4 separate regions of the Mus musculus genome follow, and all the other regions are linked to region 1. The links are chromatin contacts, called in public HiChIP or PLAC-seq maps. All regions are on one chromosome and are shown on one strand. Each heading gives the region's core, a stretch centred on a gene start, on an enhancer-like site or on the middle of the called end of the contact. The rest is flanking DNA. Distances are from core to core; before and after follow the strand shown. Region 1 holds the start of Rps19bp1 (ribosomal protein S19 binding protein 1). Region 2 overlaps Enthd1 (ENTH domain containing 1). Region 3 overlaps Gm41361 (a long non-coding RNA gene). Region 4 has its middle 14 kb from the start of Gm41363.

Region 1 (4,583 bases), core at 537-3,036:
CCAAAATAACTCCCCCCCCCCCCCCCCGCCTCCAAAACTGGGAGAAACAAACACACAATGAAACCCGAGTACCTCAACTCCCTTTATAGAGCAGAGGCATGGAGTCAAAGAAGAAAGCAACATGCGTACCATCCTGTGCCCCTTCTCAAGGAGGCCTTACTACCTGTGCCACACCCCCTAAGCTGCTCTACTGGAAACAAGGTTTCTGCTTTGCAGACACTTCACTGGTAAATGATATCAACTCACTTCTGCTGTCCCTACTGGGATGGAAGGAGGCACTGTCACCTGAGCAGAGCACATTAAGAGCAACAGCACGGGGACAATTTGCCCGGCTTCCACCTCTATCACCTGGGCAGGTGCCTGTTTCTGTAACTGTAAAGTGGGGGAGAGATCTGCTCATCTCACAGGGCTGCCGTGAGGGTCAAACGAGTTAGTTAGTTTAGAAGGGTAAACTGTTGACTGAGTGCTTCATTTCATAAATGTGTGTGTGTTGCGTGCCTTAGTGTATGTATGTGCACCCCAAGTGAGCGTCTGTGGAATCAGAAGAGGGTATCTAATCCCCAGACCTGGAGTTACAGTGGGCTGTGAGCAGCTTTGTGGGCTTCTGGGGGGCTCCAGGTCCTCTGGAAGAGCAAGCAGCAAGTGCTCTTAACCAGTGAGCCAGCCCTCTATCCCTGATGGGTCCTCCATCTTGCCTCTTGCTCATCTTACCCGTTAGCCTTCTTCCAAATTCTCAAGCCTTTCTGGCTAAAACCTTCTCAGATGCCTTAACGTTGCTTCCACCTTGGCTTGTTAGTTTGATTCTTCCTCGGAGCACTGCAGAGCCTTTCACCTCACAAGCCTCACTCACTTGGCAAAACCCTGCTTGTTAGTTTTGAGACTCTCTGATGGCTGGTCTACAGAGTAAGCGTGTGGCGCACGCCTTTAATCCTAGCACTTGGGAGGCAGAGGCAGGTAGATTTCTGAGTTCGAGGCCAGCCTGGTCTACAGAGTAAGTTCCAGGACAGCCAGGGCTATACTGAGAAACTCTGTATCAAAAAGCCAAATAAATAAATAAATAAATAATTAAGAGAGACTCTCTGATGTTTCTCTCCCCACCACGGCTAGAGCTCACAAGCGCCTGGGTCTTGCGTTTCATCTGCCTTCACGATTAGGTCTTGCCCTGAACTCACCACGGAAAGACACAGAACTTCTGATTCTCCTGCCTCCACCTCTCAAGTGCAGGGATGACAGATGTGTGTCACCACTCCCAGGCTTTTCCCTCTTTCTCTCATCCTGTTAACTGCCACATAGCAGACAGCGGCAGACCTGGGAATTAGATTGCTTGGGTTCGAAACCTGTCCCCCACGATTTGAACATTCATTTTGCCTTTTCCTTGTGGAGTCTCGGGGAACGTTTGGAACTCCCGACTCGAAGGCGCTGCCCCCAATTCTAAGAAGCGCTCACAGTCTTTCTCAACTCACCTAGAGCGGACTTAGGCGCCTTTCCCTTCGCTGAGTTCCGCAGTTTCAGAGCCTGGGAGGCCTTGGCCCGCGCCCTCCGGGTCCGCTTCGCCGGAGTCCCGCTAGCCTGGACCTGGCCCGGGACCGCACGGGGAGCTACGGGGAAAGGCAGCGAAGGACCGAGTTGAAGGGCGCGCTCTCCCTCCCCACCCGCCCGGCTGGCTCTCCTACACAGCGCGACTGTCGCAGGACCTGCTCTCCTCACCCTCGGACGCCGCCAGAAGCTCCAAACCGCGCCGCACTAACGCCGCCGACATGTTTCCGAGCCCCGCCCACACGCGGCGAGCTACTTCCGCCCTGGCGGTGTTCGCTCCTCGGCAGAAACTGGAGCAGGAGCTCAGGGTTCCGCAGCGAGCGGAAGTGCTGCCTTAGAACGCAGGCTCAATGGCTTTCCTATAGCCCCGGAGGAGCGGGGAGCTAGGGGCGTGTCCAAAGCGCAGAAGCCACAGTTGTTCAATTTCTAAGCAACAGGTCTCTGGTGATCCAGGCTGTGTGGGCGGGCAGACTCGACTTCTAGCCTTACTGGTCAATTCTGTCCAGGGGCCAAGTGTGGAATAGACTGAGTTCCTGCAAAAGAAGTGATTCTTTCTACTTTCTTTTTAGACAAGGATACATCTAGCCTAGGCTGTCCTTGAACTCGATTGTAGCTGAGGATGACTTTGAACTCCTGATCCTTCTCTCTCTGCCGCCCAAGGGCCGGATTTACAGACCTAAGCCACTTTGCCGGGCTTAGACAGTTTTCATGACCTTCAAAGCATTACACCGGTCCCGTGCACTGTGAGAATCTGTGTGAGAATCAGTAAAGCCAAGGAGGTTAGGTGTCGTACTTTGTAGTCCCAATACTTGGGAGATTGAACAGAGATTGTTGCTCTGAGTTCCAGGCTAACTTGGGCTACATAGCAAGACTCTGTCTCAAACAAACAAACAAACAAACAAACAAACAAACCAAACCAAAACTAACAAAAGGAAAAAACCAAACAAAAGACCAAAAAAAAAAAAAAACCCCAACAAAGAAATAGATTTGCAAACATGCAAAATAAAGTGCTTTGTTTTGAAAAATACAGCTATTTGCTGCAAAATACTGTTTATGTTATTAAGCAATGAGTTGGTTGTCAGGCGAAACAGTAAATACTGCTGGGCACAGTGATACCAGAACACTTAGAATACCAGCACCTGGGAAGCCGAGGCAGGAGAGTGGCAAGTTTCAGGTCAGTTTATATCACATAGCTACACTCCAAATTCTAGACCAGTCTGGGTTACAGATTAATAAGAAGAGCTAGGATGTATTAATAGCTTGGCGGTAGAATGCTTGGATTTAATCCCTAGTATTGAAAAAAAAAAGGTCAGTTTTTAGTCTGATAGATCAATAAATATTACAATCAATATTACACATAGATGTAAATATTCTATCGATAAATATTACACATAAATGTTCTCTGGTTACATGAGTTCCCCCCCCCCCCTCTCAAGACAGGGTTTCTCTGTGCAGCCCTGACTGTCCTGGAACTCACTCTGTAGACCAGGCTGGCTTTGAACTCAGAAATCAGCCTGCCTCTGCCTCCCAAGTGCTGGGATTAAAAGCGTGTGCCACCACCACCTGGCTTCGTTTTTGTTTTTAATTTAAGTATACATATATTTATATATATTACACACACACACACACACACACACATATGGATTTTTGCCTGCATGTATGTCTGTGCACCATAGGTATACCCCATGCCTGTGGAGGCCAGAAGTAAGCATAATTACAGGCTGATGTGAGACGACCCCAAGTCTGCTGGAAGAGCATCTAGTGCTCTTGGTTATTTTGAGCCTTCTCTTCAGCCCTGAGTTTTTAAGAGTGAAAAGAGCGTATGACACCAAAAAGGTTGAGAACCTCTAGTCTAGAGGTTTCTTTTTCGTCACTTTCGTGTGTTTTTGCAGTGCTGATGATCAAATGCAGACTCTTGAGTGCCAAACAAGCTTTCTAACCTCCTAACCCAGAAGAAATTATTATTTTTTGGCAATGAGGAGAAACCCTGCCTGGTTTATTTCACTTGTGGAGACTCGTAACCAGCACCTGGTATGTGGGAGCCATGAAGCGCTAGCCGGTCTGTGAATGGGGAGTGAAAATGGACATCTGGACTCACTGGGCCAACAGATACTGAGGGGTTTGCGTACCTGATACTGTAGAATGTGGACACAAAGAAACAGTGATTCTCCCTGGACAACTCTCATTGTCAAATCTCTACTAAACTAGTCCAGAAGGGAGACACTTTTAATAACAAATGCTAACAAGAGTCAAGTTCCTGTTGTGTTTCACATGCATAAACTCCATTCACTGAGGTAGGTATATTGTCTGTCTAATATTTCTTGAGGAAGGAAATCAATTCCTGTGTGGCTGTCCACATTGCGACCATGTGATCATTAGGTGGCGCTGCAGGACAGCATTCTTTGGCTTCCTGCTCCACTACCTACAGTCAGAGTGGATGAATGGATGTGTGAGGTCCAGTGCTCCTGGATTGGCTCCCTGCTAGTTCAGTGATACAGCCTTCCCACTGGCAGCCAGATGATCCTCTCTGGATGGAGAAATTGAGGCAGAAGCAACAAGCTGGGCCTCCCAGGATAGAGGCTAGGTCTCTTTCCAGAAAAGTGTGCCCAGGCAGTTGGATGTAGGCATCTGGTATAGAGACTGCTGAGGGCCGTGTGACCCTAGGCAAATCCATTTCGAAGAGCACCTTGGTTTCCCCGTTTGTTAAATAGACCTCGGAAGTCGTTTCCTTACAGTTCAGCCACCTGGGATCAATGAAGCAATACTCCTGAAGCACCTTCAAGGAAAGGGGTACTGCCTGGAACATTGCAGACATAGCCCGTGCTGGCATTCTGCATCCTCCTACTCTGGCATGGTGGACAAGACAGCTGCAACGGGCATGGCACCCATGGGTGCTTGCTTGCCTCCTGCTATGTTTGTCCCCAACCCTTAAAGTTAGGTTCAGGGAAGGCAGCTGCCTCCTGCTGGTCTCTGTGGAAGCTGGTGGGTCTTAAGGTCTCAGAATGGTTTCTGTCCTGGCTGTGTGGTCTTGCGAAGCCACTTTCCTG
Region 2 (4,583 bases), core at 786-3,285, 250 kb after region 1:
TTATACGGTAGATATTTTTCCAGAATTACATAAACCAAGTCTGCAGTTACCAAGAACTGGAAACAGCATGCACTGTAAAATCAGTTTCTGCAAAGTCCATTGCACTGACAGCCATAGGGCAAGGAGCGTTTTCATTTGCCCTGCAATTTCTGATTATGTCAGGTTAGAGTAAAAGTTTAATTAATAGTTGATACATTTTAATAAAGAGTGTTTTGTATTATTCCCAGAAGCTAAAAAAATAAATTACTCCTAATGACTGTTTTAAAAAAATCTTTCCCCAAACAATGTGTTCTCAACTCTTTGCTTTCAAAAACATGAAAGACTTCATCACGTTATAGCTGACAAGAGATAGGAAATATTTCTCTAATAAGTCACTAGATAATTGTTGGCACGTTACTTAGAAGGAAAGCACAGGACTGATTGACAGTGCTGCAGTACAGTACCTTCTACTTCTGGCTTTGATTTATATGAACAGGTTTTTAAAGCATTTATGTGTACAAAAACCATGAAATAAAATAGACATTGTATGGTGCTTACAGCGAGCAGTGGATGGTACTCAGATGTGGGTAATGGCTGTGCTTAGCTCATAAAAGCATGTGTTTCCAGTTACGTTGGATTCTTTATGTGTGATAAGTACTTCTAAGAATATATGAATCCAAGGGCTTTGATAGGCTGTGTGCTGGAAGTCAGTCCAGCCTGGCACAGAGGCTGCATGTGTGTAAGCCCAGCACTGGGGACAGAGGGACGGTTAAGTATGAAGTCAGCCTGGGCTCTACAGTGGGATTCTTCTTCCAAAGCACACTTTTTGCACATATTTGATATTTTGAGGAGACTTTCACACATGCAAACACTACATATAAAGGTAAGACTCTGTGAGAGATGTGAAACCAAATCCGACCTTAGCAAGAGAAAGGAATGACAGTTTCCATAGATAAGGACCCTATGTTTCCCTCCAGTGATGTGCTGCAAGTCTCAATTCTAATGGTACTTATGCCCCTTAAGATGTGAGAGAGGTGGGTGTGGTCAGTGGCCAGAGCATGCACTGCTACTGCTGAAGAACTGAACTTGGTTGCCAGCACCCACATCAGGTGACACACATCTGAAATCAGCTGTAACCCCAGCTCCAGGGGCATCTGATGCCCTCTTGTAAGTCCCACGAGCTCTCACTCATGCGCACAAACCCACACAGAGACACACACAAACAGAGACACACTTAATTAAAAATAAAAATCACTGAGAACATACATGTGGTATCATTTTCTTCTTCTCTTCTTTTTTTTTTCCAGTAATGGGGAATTGAACCAGATATTATATGAATGCTAGGCAAGGACTCTCTATTTTGGGAGTCCTACTATGTACTTCAGGCTGACCTTGAACTCATGATAGCCTTACCTCAGCCTCCTAAGTAGCTGGGATTACTGGTATGTACCACCATGCCAGATTTGTTTTCTTTTTATGTCTATATTTATAATATTTATAACATACTAGACTTTATGTTTATTCCCTCTTATAAAATTCCACATTTTAACCCAAAACTTTGTGAAGAAGTTCATAAGTCTAACATTATACATGAAAATGTCTTAGAAGCAATAGGTCGGCATGAGACGGGCTCTCCCTTCAACAAGCCCAGGGCCTGGTAGGAAGTTAAGCTCCTCGAACAGACAGGCTTCTGGGAAAGAACTAACTATAACACCAGGGGCTTTGACGGGTGGTGCGAATCCCAATAAACAGGACAGAAATCATTTCTGGCAGAGGCACAGGGACAGTAGGTGCCAGATCCTGAAGAGGTAATGAGAACCTTTCATGTATGTTTGTAGTTTTCCATTTTGTTGTAAACTTACATGAAAATGAGTAATTAAAACGGACTTATTTCTGACTTAGAGATTTTCTAATTAATCCTGGCAAACAGCGGGGACTCGGGACTTCTGTCATCTATCTGCTTTCCTGAGGTTTAATCAGAAACTGTAACTGCTCCTTCAGTACTCAGCAGTAGAATTATCTCTGAAATGCCATGGGTCGGGCTTGACAGACAGCACGGGGGTAGATTAATTCCCTTCTGAGGAACTCATGAGAGCAGCACGCAGCACGGATGTGTTCTGGCCCAGAATCACATTTCACTTCTGTTGCTGCGACCGAGGGAGGGGGGCTGCGGGGGAGAGGAGAGACAAGAAAGGGTTATTTGGCTTACAAGGCAGAAACTGCAGCAGCTAGTCACAGCCCAGCCATAGTGGAGAGCAGAGAAATGAAGTCTCTTGTGCTGCTGGCTGGCTTGCTTGCCTGTGCACAGTGAGCTTTTTCCACTCTCACACAGCTCAGAACCCGATTCAGGCCATGGCCCCATCCACATTAAGGGTGGGTCTGCCCACCTCAATTAACAATGAAGACAGACAGTCCTTCACAGACAGGCCCATTGGCCACCCTGATCTAGAAAATTCCTCACCGAGACTCTTCCTAGGTGATTCTAGGCCAGATCAAGTTAAAATGAGGCAGCACGCTGGTTAAAATACTACGAGGCTACCTGTGGGCATGAAGAACGGCAGTCAAGCTGCAGAAAGCCCACAGACATTCGTGGTCTTCCTCCCTCGATATCAGATCGCACAATACTGGAAGTGAGTGTGAGTGTGCCTCATCAGACTTCATGACTAAGCAACATGTGCTCTAGACTCCCACAAGTTAAGGAAGAGGTGAGTGCACACATTTGGTTCCTCAGAAGAAATGAAGCCCCTCTGGCACCATCACAATCCAGCAACTAAGGCTGTGGAACCATGAGCCATGGAGGATGGGGCTGTGACTAAGGAGCCTCTGAGGAAAGTGTGGAGAGGGGACAGGAAGTGATGCCAGGGACTCACTGGTTGCTGAGTTGCTCAGCACTGCAGCTGTGGAACTCCCTAGAGACTATCTGGAGAGATGGAGATCCCACTGAGCCTGCAGAGCCCAGATAATACCTCGAAGCAGAACTGATGGGCCCCGTGATAGCTCTTAGATGAGATACCGAGCTCTGACTACAAGACACTATCAGCGCAACTGTGGCTCTGGCATTGAGATGCCCTGTAAACGCACACATCCAAACCACCCCACTGCTCCCCCAGCTGTCACCGTAGATCAGCAGGGTCCTCTCGGTGGTGATGTCAGCAAAGGTGTATCGATTACTTTGAAGTACTCGTCAGAACCAGGATGGTGGAATATACTGTAGTTTAGGGAGGCTGGGGCAGGAGGAGCGCTCAGGTCCAGCTCGGAGGCCTTCCTGGGCAACACAATTGAGGCTAGGTTGTTTCTTGTTTTGTTTTAAGTTTTCAGAAAACACCCAGGTGATAGAGAGATGGCTCAGTTGGTAAAGGACTTGCTGTGTAAACACGAGGACCTGAGTTGGGATGGCCATGGCCCACATAAAAGCCAGGTGCAGCTTGTGCACTTAGAAATCCCAGAGTTAGGGAGGGGAGAAATGGGAAGGTCCCTGCAGCTCCCTGGTCACCTAACCTCACTGAACCACTGCAGTCTATGCTCAGTGAGAAACCACATCTCAAAAAGTAAGGTAGACAGTAATTGAGAAAATTATCCAAAATTGACCTATGGCTTCTACATACACTCATCTTCACGCATATAGGTTCACACATGAACATAAGAAAGGAAGAGAGAAGCTGGGCAGTGGTGGCGCACGCCTTTAATCCCAGCACTTGGGAGGCAGAGGCAGGTGGATTTCTGAGTTTGAGGCCAGCCTGGTCTACAGAGTGAGTTCCAGGACAGCCAGGACTACACAGAGAAACCCTGTCTTGAAAAAAAAAACAAAAAACAAAAAACAAAAAGGAAGAGAGAAAGGGAGCGGACAGAAGAGAATGGAAGGACTGGATTCAGTGGACCACTGAAGAAGCAGGAGATTGAAAAGCAGCTTCACGCCGATGGAGTCTTCTTTGTAATTTTGCAGACTCACACATTTGGAATCTTGACTCCAGTTTCTCTCACTGTGTGGCCCAAGCTGGCTTCAAACTCACAGCAAACCTTCTGCCTCAGCCTCTTGCATATAAGGATTGCAAATGAGCCGCCACGCTCTGCTCAATTTCCTCTTCTTGGAGCATTGGCACACTTGAGTAGCTTCAAGCAACTGATCTCTGTTCTACTCTTAAAAAAAAAAAAAAAACTTTCACTTTCATCATAATCTTTTTTATTTAATTTTTTATTATGTATTTTCCTCAATTACATTTCCAATGCTAGCCCAAAAGTCCCCCATACCCTCCCCCCACTCCCCTACCCACCCATTCCCACTTTTTGGCCCTGGCGTTCCCCTGTACTGGGGCATATAAAGTTTGCATGTCCAATGGGCCTCTCTTTCCAGTGATGGCCGACTAGGTCATCTTTTGATACATATGCAGCTAGAGTCAAGAGCTCTGGGGTACTGGTTAGTTCATAATGTTGTTGCACCTACAGGGTTGCAGATCTCTTTAGCTCCTTGGATACTTTCTCTAGCTCCTCCATTGGGGGGTCCTGTGATCCATCCAATAGCTGACTGTGAGGATCCACTTATGTGTTTGCTAGGCCCCGGCCTAGTCTCATAAGAGACAGCTATATCAGGGTCCCCTCAACAGAGG
Region 3 (4,583 bases), core at 1,540-4,039, 230 kb before region 1:
AGACACGCCCAGAGGTGTCCCTCCATCTCCGGGGTGAATCGAAAGCCAGTTAAGTTGACACTTGTCAGCCATTGTTCTGGGTGTGATGGCATAGCCTTTAACCCCAGAACTCGGGACACTGATGCAGGAGGGTCTACCGTACAGTCAAAGCCAGCCTGACTTACCTCATGAGTTCCAGACCAATCAATGTCATATAGACTCTGGAGAAGAAAAAAAAAATGTTAACTTTCACAAGAATGGTTAAGAGAGAGCACCATTCCAGACTGGAGGAGGAGCAAATACAGAGGCCCAGTGGTGGGGACAGTTTGCTCATTAAAGAAGAGGACAAGGGGGAAGTGAGCAAGGAGGTCAGTGGCAGGGGATGTGTCAGACAAGCCAGGGTACTGCCTGCTTCCCAATTCCCTCCCCACTGTGTGACCTTTGGCCCCACCTACCTCTCACTCTAGCCTGGATTTCCCCTTCCCTTTGTGGGTGGGAAGGCAGCAGCTACATCCTTTCCTAGATGGTGCCCTGGGTGGCCTCATCCATCCTTCCAGAGAGGTGTGGGGACCCCAGCAGCCACTGTCCCTGCAGCTCCCTCTCTCTTTTGTTGTTCACAGCTTCCTAGGAGCTTAGGACTCACAACACAGAGCTTAGGACTCACCCAGCCTACAGTGTCCCTCCTGCCCTTCTCTGGCTAATCAGACCTGTTCTGTGCCCTGGTCATCCTGGGGTAGGAACAGAGGGTGAGTCTTAATGTCTATCCCCCAAGGACTGGCACAGGACTGGTCTCTGAGAAGCATCTTGATGGACGGACATGAACGGATTGGGCACTGTGTCAGAACAAGAAACCAGGGTCCCCCTGATAGTTGACTGCGCTCATGTTCATGGGCAAAGAGCTCCTTCCCTAATTTAGGAGTCTAGAGCCACGCTGGGCCCCCACATTAATCTGCAGGGACCTTGGGAAGCCTTGGGCTTTATGAGAACAGAGAAGTTAGAAGAGTCTCAGCTCTCAAAGCACAAGCCCCAAGGTTGGATGTGGAGCGCACAGCCTGGGTCAAAGCCTGGCCTTGGTCACTGTCAGCTGTGTGATGTCATATGATTTACTTTAATATCTCTGAGCTTGTTTCTATGGCTGAATGGGCTGAGCCTTAGTGTCTATCTCAAGGATTCCCGAGTGTTTATGGGATGATGCAACAGAAACACTATCACACAGGAGTCAAAGTTAAGTCTTAGGGGTGTGTGTGTGTGTGTGTGTGTGTGTGTGTGTGTGTGTGTGTGTGTGTGTAAGTTGTGTATGTGGGGGGGATGGTGTGAGGGGGTAGGTTGTATGTGGGTGTGTGGTATATGTGTGTATGTGTGTGTGGTGTGTATGTGTGTGGTGTATGTATGGTGTATGTGTATGGTATGTGTGTGTATATGTGTGTGGGGTGTATGTGGTATGATTGTGTGTATGTGTGTGTGGTGTATATATGTGTGGCACGTGTGTTTATGTGGTGTGTGTATATGTGTGTGTGATGTATGTGTTTGTATATGTGGGGGGATTGTGTGTATGTGTGTTGTATGTGTGTTTGTTTGTATGAATGGGTTTGTATAAGGGGGTGTTTGTGTGTGTATATGAATAGGGGGTATGATATGTATGTGTGTGGAATATATGTATGATGTATGAGTGTGTGTGTGTTCAGGAATCAGACATGCCTGTACCTAATAACTGCAGCAGAGCAGCAGACTGGCTGTATCCCAGGCTGCTGTTCTGAGGTTTCTACAGTGTCTGGAAGTGCAGGAAGACACGTTGGCAGTGTGGCAGTGACAGGCATCGCTAGCTGAGAGCATGCTTGTTCAGGATGTGTGTGGCCTGTCTGTACACAGGGTCTCTGTGGACATCCACACTGCTACCCAGAGGCAGCCTCCACTCTGCCCTCATGCCCACCTTCTGCAAGCAGATTGTATCACTGAGAACTGAGAGGGACTCCGAGGACAAAAGTTCTCAGTGGTGTGAGCCTCTAGAGCCCTGGGGACAGCCTTGCACACACACACTCTACTCCAGGGACAGGGCTGGAAACAATGTAGAATAGACAGGAGAGGTGTCAGCGACACCAGTGCAAAGAACAGCCTCTTGTACCCTTGTCCCTGACTACAAGGGCATGGGGACACTTAGAGCATTTATGGACCCACAGTCCTCAGTGCAAAGCCTTCAGAGCAGGGACACCGAGGAACAGGGACGTTAAGTTACTCTCACCTAAGGTCACACAGATGTAAAGGAGAAACCAGGATTCTGATTCCTGACTGTGTGCCTCAACTCCCTCCCAGCGCCCCCAGGATGTGATTCTGGAAGCTACCCCATTTCCACCTCCTAGGACTCCCTGGCGAGACACTGACATCGTTCTGAGTGTCTGGTGGCAGAATAGCTCTTCTAGAGAACACAATAACGACACTATTTAGGCCACTCTCTCATCCTGTTCTTTGCCCTAACCCATTGGGCAGAAATGACTACTGAGTCACAAAGCACTTGTCCAGGAACACAAAGGCTGTTCTGATTCTGAGCCTTGGGCCACCTCCAAACCCAGAACTGGGCCCCCGGATGCCAGTTCCCCTAGCACCTGGGCAGATCGTGGTTGCTCACCCCCAAAGTCTAAATTCTCGTTTTTAATTTGACTATAAAAGGCATGATACATGGGTGCTTGGGAAACTCTGAAAAATGCAGAAAAGTCAAAATAAGGAAGAAAGCTCACCACCCATAGCCCCACCCCCGGGCTCAGTCATTGTTAGGGCTTGATGTATTTCCGTCCATAGTGTTCTGTTTGACGACTGTTTTAAAAAAGCACAGCTGAGATCACACTGTATATTAAAGGGGGGAGGAGCCCACAGTAGTATCCTGCTTTTCTGGCCCGCCATTTTTATCCCAGGCTCTTTTTTGGGCGATTTTACCTCCGGCCTGGCTTCCTTTCCCTGTCTCAGAACCTCATTTCTATTGGCTGCCTAATATTTTATCAAGTGAAAGTTCCATGGTTGACTTAGCCGTTCCCTTGTTGATGGACACCTCCATTATTTCCAGTTTGGGGGAGTGACAGATAATGAGCCGTGTGTGATTGGTATCTTTGTATGGAAAGTGTCCTGTTTTCCACAGCTAGGGCTAGCTCCTTAGCTGGAATGGAATTCCTGGGTTGGTGACTCATGTGTGCCCTGGAACCCTTGGCCCAATAGCCTCCCAGAGGACCTGGCCATCCATGCCTGCTCAACCCAGAGGTGGCCAGAGTGCCTGCGGCAGCTTGGACTGTGGGCAGAGCTGTTCCACTTCTTCTTCTGCAGCTCATTTGTCTCCTCCAGTCAATCTCACCCTGTTCACTCTCATTCTGCTCAGTCTCTCATTCTGATGCATAAGGGGAAACCAGGCACAGGTTTAGACTCCAGGATACTTCAGGGACCTGACCATAGAAAAGAAGGGAGAGAAGAAAGGGCATGAGCAGAAGGAAGGCCCAGAAGACACTGGACCTGAAATTTGGTTATATGCAAATCAAGGTGTTTTGTGGCTCACCATCTCATTTGCATGCCTCCCCAGGAGAGTAGGCAGGCAGAAGTAACATAGACTTGCTTTAAAACTTGATGGAAACCAGGCAGTGGTGGCTGGCGCACGCCTTTAATCCCACCCAACACTTGGGAGGCAGAGGCAGGCAGATCTCTGAGTTTGAGGCCAGCCTGGTCTACAGAATGAGTTCCAAAACAAACAAACAAACAAACAAAACAAAACTTGATGGAAACTGAGCAGTAATGTAGCACACACTTTTGATTCCAGCACACAGGAGGCTGAGGCAGGTGGATCGCCAGGAGTTCCAAGGCCAGCCTGATCTACAGAGTAAGTATCAAGACAGTCAGGGATATACAGAAAAATCCTGTCTCAAAAAACAAACAACAAACAAACAAAAAGGAAGGGGCTAGAGAGAAAGCTTAATAAGAATATATAGGGGGCTTGAGTGGTTACTGTTTATAATGAGCATGGTTTAAAAAAATGCCTTTTAGACATGTAAAAATAGCTTAGTCAGGATCTCCACTACACGCAAGGCACACCCGATAACCAGAACTCAGTGATATCACTCACTCAAGATAACCAGACACAGTTCTTGAATACCATGATGCCCACTGGACAGTATTTAAGCAAGGACAAGAACCATGCTCTGCTCTGCACATCTGGAGAGATGCCACCTTGATCTGCTCCCCCCAGGATCCGGACCCTCAAATCAGAGACTTCCATTAGAGACTGGACCTAATTTTCAGCTAAGATATGTCACAGGTGAGCAGCCTTGAGAAGATAGGCTAAGGACCAAAGTTAGTAATTTAGAGTGTGAACATTTGTGATAATAAAATATAAATTTTGTTATACTAGTTACGTGAATCTATCTTCATGCTTGCGACACTGCTCTTCTACAGGACCTGAGTTCAATTCCCAGCACCCACAAGACAGCTTACAACCATGGTTCCAAGGGAATGCAGCGCCCTCTTCTGATTTCTACAGGCACTACACCCATGCAATACACAGACATGCCAGTGAAATACCCGTACATATAAAATAAGAATATATATGGGGCTTGAGGGATGGCTCAGGAGTT
Region 4 (4,583 bases), core at 1,323-3,822, 150 kb after region 1:
CTCTCTCTCTCTCTCTCTCTCTCTCTCTCTCTCTCTCTCTCTCTCTCTCTCTGTGTATGTGTGTGTAATGTGCATGTGCGCATGTGTGCATGTGCACATGTGAAAGCCAGAAGCTGACTTCTAGTATATATCTCAATTTCTCTCTACCTATCTTCCTCCTCCATCACTTTCTCCTCTTCCTCCTCCTCTTCCTCCTCCTACTTCTTCTCTTCCTCCTCCTCCTCCTCTTCCTCTACTTCCTCGTCTTCTTTGTCTTCCTCCTCCTCCTCTTCTTTTGTTAGATAGAATCTCAATACATAGCTTTGGCTGGCCTTAAGCTCAGAGATCCCTCTGCCTCTGCCTCCACATGGTGGGTTTAAAAATGTATGTTACAGCACCCAGTCTTTTACCTTATTTTTGAAGATAGCATCTCTCAAATGAAGCTGGAGTCCATCAATATGGCAAGAGTGGCTGGCCTTCGAGCTCAGAGCTCTTCCTGTCATCACCTTCCCAGAATTGTTGTTGCAGGCACTCATCTCTGCACCTGGACTCTTGCATGGGTGCCCGGGGCTGAAGTCAGGTCTTCACACTTGTGCGGCAAACACTTGACTAACTGAGTCACCTCCTCAGCTCCTGTCTTATAAATCTTAAAGAGACTATGGTTGGAGATAGAAGTTTAAGGCACTTCTGGGCTTCTCCATCTACAAGGAAATTACATATACACATATGCATGCACATACATTCATTTGTATGCACACACACACATGTGTACACATGCACATGTTTGCATATGCATGAACATACACATACACATGTATACCCATACACATGCATGAATATGCATGCACACACACAAACACATAAACACATGCATGCATGTGCATGCACACATGCACACATACACATAAACACATGTATGCATATGCACACACACACAAACACACACATGTGTATGCATGCACCCCCTTTCTTCTTTCCTAGTCAGCCCCTCTCCTCTTCTTCAGTTGGAAAATTTTGCAGCCTTTTAGTAACCTCCTGATGCCCACCAAAAGCCAAGCCGGCGCTGACTCTGCATGGTCCTGCTGCCCTTTGTTTTGGGCTTTTCCTAAAGATCCAGTCAAGGGACCAGTAAAACATCTTTGAGCTTCTCCCGTGTCCTTCAGACCCCATCTCTTCCTCCTCTATTTTCCACTCCAAACCCTCATTTCTTGGATCTGTTCAGGGTCCCAACAAAGTCCTTTCGCCTCTCTGTTGAAGCTGTCAGCCACCTGGCAGAGGCCGTAATCAGAACACCATGGGCAATTGATCCCAACAAGCTTAAGACATCCTGTTCCAGGAGAAGGCCCTGCTGACAGCAGAAGCAGCTGCTGTGGCTGCTGGCAAGCCTCCTGTAGAGGCATCTGCCAGGCCCCTCCACCCCTCATTCGAGATAGGCCCTGGTAGAGAAGCTTGCTGGGTGATCCGGGGATATGGCTACCTCCCTCCCCAGTCAAAGAGCTGGGACCTGGGGGCATCCCTAAGAGATATCCAGAGGATTTGAGAGTTCCAGGGTAGTAGAGGTGGGCAGCCTGGGGTGCTCAGGTGGTTGATTTATGAGGGCAGATTAAAAAGATGGATGGTCTGTCCCTTAGCCAAGAAATGAGTCTTGTTGTAGTCCTTTGAAGGGCATGAAGGTGGAGGAGGGAGACGCTTGCCGAGGAGTGCAGTGGAGTAATGAGGAATAATGGTTTGAAACAGGGCTGAATACCAGGAAGGTACTTTGTCTCTGAAGCCCGTGAGGGATCGCAGTGTCTCCCACAGCAGGAGCAGGGCTTGCCTTCTTGGATCATGGATGCTGATGGATCAGGCATGGGAAGCCCATAGATGAGGCAGAATCAAGCTCTCCCAACAGTGCTATCTGCCGCCTCGGCTGGTCCTGGAGTTGTCCTCTTCTCACTGAATCCTGAAATGGGCCAGGCTCAGTCTGCAGCCCCATTGGTGGGAACACCTGAGGCTATCTGTGGGTGGAGGCCATGATGGCTCTCAAGATTGACAGGCATGGTGGGAGGAAAGCTGCCAGTGTGGCTTGAGTCTCATCTATCCTTGGTGATCGGCCTTAATCTGGATCCTGTGGGAGGGAACCGTGGGCATGAGCACCCACGACAGAGACCACCTGGGGCTCAAGTGAATGTTAAGGAGGGGGAAATGCAGGCACCATGCAGGCCCATCTCAGAGCTCAGCATTCTGCTTAGAAGTCCTTCGAGGAAGCCCTAAACAAACAACTACAGGGGACTGACCTGCTTCCTGCTTGGCGCATGCCCAGTGGGCAAAGCGCCAGAAGGCTAGGAGAGCTTCCCTGGCCACTTTGCTGTATTCATGGAAAGCATTTTGTGAGATGTCTGAGATACATTCTGGAACTGAGGAATCCAGACCATTCGTAGGGGAGCGGAGGATATCTTGGAACTGACTGCAGCCACCATGAACGGATAGTTGAACTTTCCTAAACTAATGGCCCGCCGGCACGGTGCTTGTGCCTTCCTTGGGTTCAGATACCACCCCCAGCCCCGACAGGGTTCCATACATCTCTGAGTAATTGGGCCATGCGTGCCAAAGCCAGTTCCTGCCTGGAGGAAATGGCTGTGACTCAGTTCTGATTCAATGCCCAGCCCGTGTATGTGGGCTGTGCTGGTTGAGGTATCTTCCCAGGAGATTTGGGACCCTGGGATGTGTGGGCTGCAGGGTATGCCCCCCTCGCTCATGCCCTGCTGTGCAGTCCATGTTGACTGGGTGTTTACTTGGGCGTGGGATGCCTTGGGAGACAGAAGTGAGTCTTCGAAGAGAGAAAGGAGGCCTGTCCAAGACGAACTATGTGGCTGCTACGTGGGCTTGAGCCCTGGCAGATCTGACTCCAGGGCCCATTCTCACATCCATCTGCTGCTGCTCCCCAAACTTTGGGAGGTGGGGTGCAGACCTCACCAGGAGAGAGGCAGATCTGCCTGGATTAGCTGCCTTGTGGTCAGTCATGAGACCTTGTGTGAATTGCTTCACCCATGATCCCAGCCTCATTTGGGAAGAGGAAAACCTTCCCTACAGCCTTCTGCCTATATGGATGGGCTTCTAGACAGTCAGTGCCCTTAGGTGACGGTCACATGTGCCTCTTGCCTTATGAGAACCAGCATGGGTATGGTTCCCCCCCCCACCTCTGCCCCTCAGTCCTTTCAAGGTCCCTGGGCTACAAACCAAGGATGCTGAGCTCCTTGTGGAAAGCCCAGCCCTACACAATGTCAGTGTTATCCCAGTCTGCCCAGAAGGCCCGTCCCCACACTTAGGTGCCTACTTGTCTCAGCCTTGCTCTGTACTTGGCTTCTTTCTGGATGGCAGAGAGCAGCTGCCGGGGCACCAACTCATTTGTCAGCTTTTAATTCCCTGTGGAAGGTGGGGTGTGACAGACTGGATGAGCATCGACAGCCAAAGCAGAAGGTTCACCCTGCCTCCGTGCCTGTCTGCCAGGCCCCACAAGCACTGTTGTAAGAGTCTTACTTCTCAGGGTGACCTTCTGGCTCTGAACAGATACAGGGTGAAATGTTTAGCTGCAGGGCTACTGGAAGAAAGTAATAATATTGGAGAAAATAATGATGATGATGATGATGATGATGATGATAGTAGTAGTAGTAATATAAAATCAGGAGGAGGCAGAAGCTGCCCAACACACCCAAACAAGATTTCTCATTAGTTTGAAGGATGGACTAGGAGTCTAGCCCATAATGAGAAAAATGGATTGAGTCCTGATTAAGTTGTCAGGGGACCTGAAGCCATCCTGCAGCTCCAGCATGTGCTGACCTTCACAGAGGCCCCCCAATACATTCAGCTTCCAATCCAAAGAGTCTCTGCCCAGGATGGATGATTTTGAAGTCCTCTGTTAGCCTACTAACTACCTACCAACTATCTGTCGGCTGCTCCAACGTAGGATTTGATCCCCCTGCCTCACAGATGTTGTGGGAAGCAGTATACTGGTTGGAGGCACGGTGTCTGCTCCTGTGGCTGTAGCCCTTTGACTGGTCGGTGACATTGTTATTTGGGACCTTTGTGTTGTGGCTGCTGAATGACCATTAGTGTCCGGCCTGTACAGTGCTCTCAGGGACACTCATTGTGAGCCAGTTGGGCTCTTCCTGAAGCCCTGTGTTTTCTGTTGCACTGGGGCAGCTGGTGACAGGCCAACTTCCCCAAGACCAGTCGTCTGGCCAAACTTCTGGTGGATCCAGGACACTTGCTTCCCTATGGGATACTACGGGATGGAGGCAGAACTATAGCTCATCTGGAGCACTGCCCTCACCCCCCAAAGTGTGTGTGTATGTGTGTGTGTGTGTGTGTGTGTGTAGATGTTCATGTCCACGTGTGCATGTGTAGAGACCAGAGGTGCATGTTGAATGACTTCTTCCGTTATCGTGCTCCATCTTGTATGTGTGTGTGTGTGTGTGTGTGTGTGTGTGTGTGTGTGTGTGTGTGTGTAGATGTTCATGTTCACGTGTGCATGTGTAGAGACCAGTGGGTGTGTGTGTGTGTGTGTGTGTATCCCACTGAACCTAGAGCTCACCATTTTGGCTAGGCTGACTAGCCAGGGAGGC

The links. HiChIP or PLAC-seq counts read pairs in DNA pulled down with a chosen protein or histone mark.
Region 2: a contact with region 1 is called in an H3K27ac HiChIP or PLAC-seq map of T-cell acute lymphoblastic leukemia, with 5 times the contacts expected there. The contact joins the enhancer-like site here to the promoter of Rps19bp1 in region 1. A contact is called at or near these places in 8 of 39 promoter capture datasets (the C10 cell line, HPC-7-derived erythroid cells, cranial neural crest and 4 more), 2 of 484 Hi-C or Micro-C datasets (cerebral cortex and nephron progenitors), 11 of 115 datasets of contacts at active chromatin or transcription factors (the SCID.adh cell line, T-cell acute lymphoblastic leukemia, bone marrow-derived macrophages and 7 more) and 2 of 9 other capture datasets (embryonic stem cells and pancreatic islet).
Region 3: a FOXA1 HiChIP or PLAC-seq map of pancreatic cancer cells shows a contact between it and region 1. The contact joins the enhancer-like site here to the promoter of Rps19bp1 in region 1. A contact is called at or near these places in 1 of 39 promoter capture datasets (hippocampal neurons) and 3 of 115 datasets of contacts at active chromatin or transcription factors (effector CD8 T cells, memory CD8 T cells and pancreatic cancer cells).
Region 4: a contact with region 1 is called in a CTCF HiChIP or PLAC-seq map of the NIH/3T3 cell line, with 13 read pairs. The contact joins the enhancer-like site here to the promoter of Rps19bp1 in region 1. A contact is called at or near these places in 2 of 39 promoter capture datasets (embryonic stem cells and stem cell-derived epiblast-like cells), 1 of 15 datasets of contacts at CTCF or cohesin (the NIH/3T3 cell line), 2 of 484 Hi-C or Micro-C datasets (embryonic stem cells and nephron progenitors) and 2 of 9 other capture datasets (embryonic stem cells and liver).

Annotation. Positions count from the first base shown.
Region 1 is chr15:80,262,520-80,267,102 of GRCm38.p6, forward strand. Rps19bp1 (ribosomal protein S19 binding protein 1) reads right to left here and starts at 1,787. Exons shown (of 4, transcript NM_175109.3): 1 at 1,708-1,787; 2 at 1,464-1,598. The coding sequence starts at 1,759.
Region 2 is chr15:80,516,111-80,520,693 of GRCm38.p6, forward strand. All of the region lies in intron 2 of Enthd1 (ENTH domain containing 1), which reads right to left. Among named protein-coding and RNA genes, the nearest start is that of Enthd1, 42 kb to the right of the region's middle. Within about 2 kb of position 2,036, at least 73 of the 459 cell types and tissues checked have an H3K27ac peak or open chromatin away from gene starts, as enhancers often do. A contact at or near this core is called in the SCID.adh cell line, T-cell acute lymphoblastic leukemia, bone marrow-derived macrophages and 4 more, where this site is marked.
Region 3 is chr15:80,034,677-80,039,259 of GRCm38.p6, forward strand. The region is part of intron 2 of Gm41361 (a long non-coding RNA gene); the gene reads left to right. Among named protein-coding and RNA genes, the nearest start is that of Gm41361, 5.0 kb to the left of the region's middle. Within about 2 kb of position 2,790, at least 36 of the 459 cell types and tissues checked have an H3K27ac peak or open chromatin away from gene starts, as enhancers often do. A contact at or near this core is called in pancreatic cancer cells, where this site is marked.
Region 4 is chr15:80,411,934-80,416,516 of GRCm38.p6, forward strand. No RefSeq gene overlaps it. Among named protein-coding and RNA genes, the nearest start is that of Gm41363, 14 kb to the left of the region's middle. Within about 2 kb of position 2,573, at least 24 of the 459 cell types and tissues checked have an H3K27ac peak or open chromatin away from gene starts, as enhancers often do. A contact at or near this core is called in the NIH/3T3 cell line, where this site is marked.